Linked DNA regions of Arachis hypogaea: region 2 is linked to region 1. The links are chromatin contacts, called in public Hi-C maps. All regions are on one chromosome and are shown on one strand. Each heading gives the region's core, a stretch centred on a gene start, on an enhancer-like site or on the middle of the called end of the contact. The rest is flanking DNA. Distances are from core to core; before and after follow the strand shown.

Evidence for each region. A called contact is a pair of places that touch in the nucleus more often than the background predicts.
Region 2: a contact with region 1 is called in a Hi-C map of leaf, with 2.5 times the contacts expected there. The contact joins the promoter of LOC112801603 here to the promoter of LOC112801602 in region 1. A contact is called at or near these places in 4 of 8 Hi-C or Micro-C datasets (all in leaf).

The regions. Positions count from the first base shown.
Region 1 is chr5:56,096,414-56,100,109 of arahy.Tifrunner.gnm2.J5K5, reverse strand. It overlaps LOC112801602, which reads right to left and starts at 1,527. Exons shown (of 10, transcript XM_025844425.3): 1 at 995-1,527; 2 at 469-887; 3 at 276-370; 4 at 16-123. The coding sequence starts at 696.
Region 2 is chr5:56,255,810-56,259,265 of arahy.Tifrunner.gnm2.J5K5, reverse strand. It overlaps LOC112801603 (ninja-family protein AFP3), which reads right to left and starts at 1,619. Exons shown (of 2, transcript XM_025844427.3): 1 at 249-1,619. The coding sequence starts at 1,056.

The DNA of each region.
Region 1 (3,696 bases), core at 278-2,777:
AAAGATGTTGCATACCCCTGCTCCGCGAAACTTATCTCCGATTTCTCATCTAAACTTAGCTCATCGTACTGAATGCCCAGATTTATTACTGCTGCTGCCTCAACCAAACCTGTAAAAACGAAACTGGCTGGAAAAGAATTAACACTAGAACCTTCGAAAACCAAGCAAATAACTGAATAAACACACAAATCAACGGTAACAGTAACATGATTCTACATGATTTTACATTATTTGACACATTTGATATGAAATCACGGTAGGTATTCAAAACAAACCCTAATCCACAGGACAGAGAAGTTAACGCAAGTGTTTGCCATTGCCAAGGCACCTGCCATCGCTGGAGAATTGGCCATTTGTTCGATCCAGATTCCTAAATTAAGAGAATGATACAAAAGTAAGCACTAAAATGGCCTTATTCTTTCATCTTCTCACTTTAATGGAGCAACGAAAAAGTAGCAAAACTGGTACCTTGTCCTGTAACTTGGTTTCAGATTCGTCTCGAGGATTGGAGAAACAAACTGATGGAAGAGTTCTTTCACTCAGAGAACCAAAATGGAAGGGAATAGACACGGTTGCTCTTCTTCGAAGGTGTTTGAAGAATAAGGGTTTAGTGCGAGAGAGGTTGAGGTTTTTGGCATTGAATTGGAAACACGGCGAGAACGAAGCTAGAGAAGAGGTAGCAAGCTTTGACAACATTGTGGGGAGTTGACGACAACTTTGATCAAGGTTTTAAGTTGAATTCGACTGCTAACACACTAAGCGTTTTTTGGGGGGAGTATGGACTCAACAATACTTTGGACGAAGTTCGTGTCTAAAATCCAAATAGAGTAAACACTCAGCCGATCTTGATCCTGATCTTGACCTTTACCTCCAGGACAACGCCATTTCTGAGAATTTAAAAATCTTAAATCGGTTTCTATTCTCATAAATTTTAGGATAATGTCATTCTTTCATCAAGTTTAATGTTAAAGGCTAACGAAAAAAAAATGCTTACATAGATTGTTAATGGGATGAGATATCCATTATCTCTTGAACTGTTAATTCCGAATTGGATGGAAACTGATACGATGCACAGATGAAATTCGATAAAGATCTAATTAACCCTAACTCTTCAATTGAAAACAGCGTCGCAATGGATTGAATACTGGTATGAAAACTTCTATTTGTTGTTCTGCAAGCTGCGAAACCCTAAAAAATGAACAAGAGTGGAGTTGAAGGAGATGGAGGTGACGAGCAGAGCTAAAGTGGCAAAGAAGGATATGCTTGTGAGTAATCACACCAGAAGAAGATTTGTTGTTCCTACATGTAAATGTGGTGTTTATGCTATTCTATACATGTCAAGAACAGAGAAAAATCCAGACAAGCTATTTTTGGATGTCCAAATTTTAAGGTACTGTTAACCATGTGGTTCATTATTTGTTAAATGATTTCTATCTTAATGTTACTGATGTGTGATTATTGTTAAATGATATTTATTTCAATGTTATTGATGTGTACTTGTTATTGTAGACTGCATCACCTCAATGCAATTTCTATCCATTACTTGATGAATATGTATCTTCTATTTATCAAGATTCTAGTGGTGTTGCTCTGATGGAAAACACGGGAGATACTATCAGAATCAAAATTATATGGCGGAGGAAAAACTAATGAAACTTGAAGAACAACTAAATGAACATTTAACATAAACATAATCTTGTAGTCATATACATTCTCTAAAGAAGGCAAGTTGCTGCCACACTAAAATACCATATTAAAATATTACATCAAAACTTATATCTAATACCATTTATACTTTTCCTAAAGATAGTGAGACGCTGCTACACCAAATTATATAATTAAAAGGTCTTGAATTGAGTCTCAACTCTCAAATGCTAATAATATACTACCAACATACTATTAATATACTAAAACAAACTATCACAATTTACCCAGTCTTTTTAAGAGTTTTAAACCCAGATGTAAAGATGAAGTTAAAAATTCTTGATGCAATTCCAACACTAGCAGCTGTTATTGTTTCGGATGACACACTATGTGGAGCAAATGGTTTAGCATTTGCTAGAGGAATACATAGTGCCATAGTTGGTAGAACAGATTGGGGGTAATGCTTAGGGAGTTCGGGGCCTAAAAACTCTACTTCTTTGAAGAGCTGGGTTGGTTGGATATTGTGGCACCTTATTAGCTGATGCAGATGAATTCAATTGAGATGTGTTAGCTGTCTTATTTCTACTATCATCTCCAACATGTATACAGAATCAATTGATCAATAGCTTCTCAGTAATAAGATAAAGGAGGTCAATAACAATAAGTATCACACCTCTCGTTAGAGAGCAGATTGAGATAATGGGATCTCTTCAGTTGTTGCTGGAGGTTTTTGATGATCGAATTTTTGACGGTTTAGAATTTCACAAATGAATTATCGTTGCAAGTATAGTTTCTAAACTAACAATAATCCTTTCATACAAAAGATTGTTTGTCACAAGTAACAAACCCCTAAAATTTATAACCGAAGTATTCAAACATCGGGTCGTTCTCCCTAGGAATTGGTTGTGAGTTATTTTTGGGGTTTTAATAAGAAACATGAAAGATAAATGGCAAGAAAGTAAACTAAGGCCTAAAAAGGTCTTGGCAAGGGTTGGTGGTCAAGGATCTCTATCCTAATCACTAACCACAATATGAGAATTGGCAAGGATTAATCTCATTAAATCATCCTCTAACTAGTAGTAAAGGAAAGTCAAATGAGCTATATCAATCCTAGTCCATAAGTCCTAACTCTCCACTAATTCAATAAGTGAGAACTAGAGTCAATGGATCCCAATCATCAATTACTTGGATATTAGTAACTCAAGAGTTCCTAAGTTACCTTTCCAAGCCAAGAACATAAAACTCTACTCTAGAATCCAACCAAGCATTTTCTCAAACACTTGGAAGGCACAAAAGAAAAGCATAGTAAATTGACAACAAGAATGAAATCTAACAACAATTATTGAAAGGAATTAACAACAACAATCAAAAGAAACACATTTATTATGAATTACCTTGATTGAATTGAAAGAGAGTAGAAGAAACAAAAGTAGATCTACAACAAAACACAAGAACAACATAAAGGAAATTACAACAAGGGAATGGAAGAAGAATCAATGTAACAACAAGGAATTGAGAAGATAGAAGTAGAAGAAGATGAATTAAAATCTAGATCTAAGAACTAAACTTAATCCTAATCCTAATCCTAGAGAGAAGTGAGAGTTTCTCTCTCTAGAAACTACTTCTAAAACTAAACTATGACTAATGGTAACTAACATGTCCATCCCTCTTCAATCCTTGGCTTAAATAGGATCAGAAATGAGTTGGATTGGGCCCACAAGGCTTGTAAATTCGCTAGCCACGAGTTTGCATGAAGTGAATCACGTGCACCAATGGCGCGTACGCGTATAGTGCACGTACGCGTCCTTATACGTATAGCAACTATGGCAAATCTTATATTGTTTCGAAGCCCCGGATGTTAGCTTTCCAACCCAACTTGAACCGCATCATTTGGACCTCTGTAGCTCAAGTTATGGTCGATTAAGTGCGAAGAGGTCGGCTTGACAGCTTTTGTGTTTCCTTTATTTCTTCATGAGTTCTCCATTTCTACATGCTTTTCCTTCATTCCCTTGGTCCAATCCTTGCCTCCTAAATCTGAAATCACTTAGCAAA
Region 2 (3,456 bases), core at 370-2,869, 160 kb before region 1:
AGAACAGAAGAATGTGTCATAACCAATCATTGTGTAGTTAAATAAATTCCATTCCCACCACCATCACCATAATACAAAACACACAGAAAAACTCAAAAAGGATCAAACATCATTACATCCACACCACCAAACAAACACTTAAGTCAACCAATTTCACCCAACCAAAGTCGATGCTCATTGTATGGCAAAAAAATGATCAAAACAAAACAAATAAGAAACATTATAAACTTTGTTATTGCTGTTTATACCTAGAAAAGGCTTGCTCTCCATTTCAGACACTGATGAGGAACTTCCCCCTTGAGATTCTGCAGAACATTGAGAAGAAGGTTGTGCAAACAAACCCTGAAAGCCGCCACTATCACCAATTTTCCCTTTTCCCAAAACATCACCAAGAACCACTTGCCTTGCACCCCAATTTGGCACCCCAAAAGGTTGTACCGCCAAATTTGAAGAACCGAATCTATTCAAGCCCATTGATGTTGCACTTGCACCTGCACCACCCTCCAATTCTTCCAAACCACTACCGATTCCGGCTCCGGCACCACCACCGGATTCCTTCTCTGTCCGCGCAACTCTCTGCTTCTCGGATCTCCTCCTCTTGGCCTCCATCCGCCGCAAAGTCTGCAATTCCTTCCTCTTCCTCCACTCCTCCTCAGTCTCCGTGGGCAGTGATGATGTCCTCATCAGCGCCGCTGGATACGCTGCCACATGCGGCGGCTCCATCCGCCGGTCTTCCCGGAAAAGAGGCATTGTACCAACTATTGAAGAAGAGCGCGTGAGCTTCTTCTTTGCGTCCTTGTCAACGCCGAATCTACCCCCTAAAGAGAGACCTAGGTTCAGCTCAACTTCTTCATCAGCATCTTCTGCTTCTTTTTCTTCTACATACTCTTTAGCTTGCTGATGATGCTGTTGTTCTTGTAGTGTTTGTGTGATATCTTCACTAGTGCTACCAGCACTAGTTGACACGTCGACGAATCTCTGAAGTAGATCTCTTGGGTAATTCTCCATCTGATGATGATGATATGGATGAGGATGAAAGTGACGATGATTCAACATCAATGTCTGGTACCATACACAAGGAAGAAGAAAGAAAGGAAAACAACAAAACGCTAAGAAAAAGCCAGAGCTAGCTACTTTCTCTAGTTCCACCGCTCGTGTGCATAGAAGAAGATTCGTGGTGGCTACGGTGGCGTTGATGGTAAATCAATGAATGGTGATGATGAAGGTGATGGTGACGATTATGATGATGATTCGAATGAGCAAAATACCTGAAGGAAATCATTCTGCCTCATCCAATAATGCAGAAATAACAACAGTGACACAACAAAAAAAGCACCACCTTCCCGGATCGCAACTTTTTTTTTTCTTGAAAAAAAAAGGAAGATATTTTGAAATCAATCAATGAATTTCTATATTCACAATTTCGAAGAAGCCCTAATAAAATATAAGAAGCAAAAAAATATTAAAGGTTGCTAATTTTTCATTTTCCCACCTCTCTTCTTCGTTTATCAGTACAGAGGAATGAGACTAAAATTGTGAAAAAAAAAATTGAAAGGGAAAGACACCCAAGAGTTGAAAGGAATCAAAAGGAAGCAAGGGAAGAAGAGAAGAATTGAGAGGAAAAAGAGAAGTTGGAGGAATAATATTTATGGGATGACGAGAATGCCCCTAGGATGTGACAAGCAGTGTGTGGATGGTGAGCCACGTGGCTATCCTGGGAGGGTGTGCTGGTGACACGTGTTGTGACTGACACGGTTTTTCACTGCAAAATGTTTGTGCTTTAGCAATTGGGGTCGCTGTCAGCAACTTGTCGCTGTAGGAACACGTGTCGGGACAAACTGAGAGGCAGAATCAACTTACCACGTGTCAGTTAAAAGTACGAGAACAGATAAGTGGACGCGTGGCTTGCAACTAACCTTCATGGATTGCAGGTTTATTTTGATTTTCTTGAGTGTGTTACTAATTAAACCAAAAAAGTGGTTAACAGAATAAATTTTAAGTTTTTTTTCGTTTACATACATTACATTTTAAGCATATTTATTTTGTAATTTTGTTTTGTGACTTTTTTATTTTGTGTTTCTTTCCACTAAAATTTATAAATTGTATGTATTTTATTAGTATAATATATAAATTTTTGTATATAATATATAAAATTTTATATTTTAATTTTTTGAATATTTATAAAAAAATAATATTATAAAAATAATAATGATAAAAATAAAAAAAGATGATAACAAAAAAGAATAAAAAAAGAAAAAATTAAAATAATAATAATAATAGAGTGATATGTGACTATGACTGTAATGAGAACCACAGTAATAATGATGTTAAAGAAAAAAGTGTACAAACAAAAAATAATGATAATAATATAAAAAAAAAAACAAAAAAAATAAGAAAGAAAAAGAGGAAAACAAGTGCCCCACTTGTGTAGAAAAAAAAAAACTGAAGTTAAAAACTTAGTTTAAAAAATATGTGCACACTTAGCATTTCTCTTATTTAATATTTCATTTTATGCTATTAGAAATAATTTCATTTATATTTGACCACCAAGATTTTTCTAATTAAGTTCACTTATTTCGGTCAATTTTTTTGTCTACTGCGACACATTTTTTTTAATTTTATTACGGACTTACGGTGCAATTATCCTTCTTTTATTGTTATTTCATATTTTTATTTTTTCTTTTTCTTTATTTATATTTTTTCACCTCTTTTTATTTAAAAAAAAATAAAAAAGAAGGGTGGTTTAAAAGAAAGAAATTTTGTCGAAAAACACACAAATTTTAATTAAAAATAAAAAATTTTAATTATATAACACAAATTATTTTAAATAGTATAAATTTTTTAGTTAAATAACAAATAAAAAACATAAATATTTTAATTATACAGTACAAAAATTTTAATTTCGAAAAACATAAATTTTTTTGAGTTATGCAGTTTTTTAGTCGAATAAAAAACTACAAAAAATCACTAAAATACATAAAAATTTTAGTTATATAACATAAAAAATTGTATTTTCTTTATACTTTTTCTCTTCACAAAATTGTATTTTATCCTAAAACAAATTCTATATTTATTATTGTAAAATTTCTAAATTTTTCTTAACAAATTTATGTGTTTTGTATCCAAAATATTTTTTCATTCCCGTATAGGATGATAAATGATAAAAGAAACTTTTGTCCTTTTTTTTTGTGACTAAACAAAAAGAAGCAAATAAAAAAAAGAGATTATTCTAAATCAACAAGCATAAGATACTGAAGCTCATCACAAGGTTCCGACCAAATAACATTGGATTGGTCTTGACCGTATATCTCGCCAGTCAATCTGCCACAGCGTTAGCATCACGGGTAATCTATTCAAAATCCACAACCCAAGGTCTTGATAGAAACTCATGTATCTTCTGAAGAATATCAACCACATCACAATTTAGCCCATTTGTTAGATTTTTTAAAATGTGCA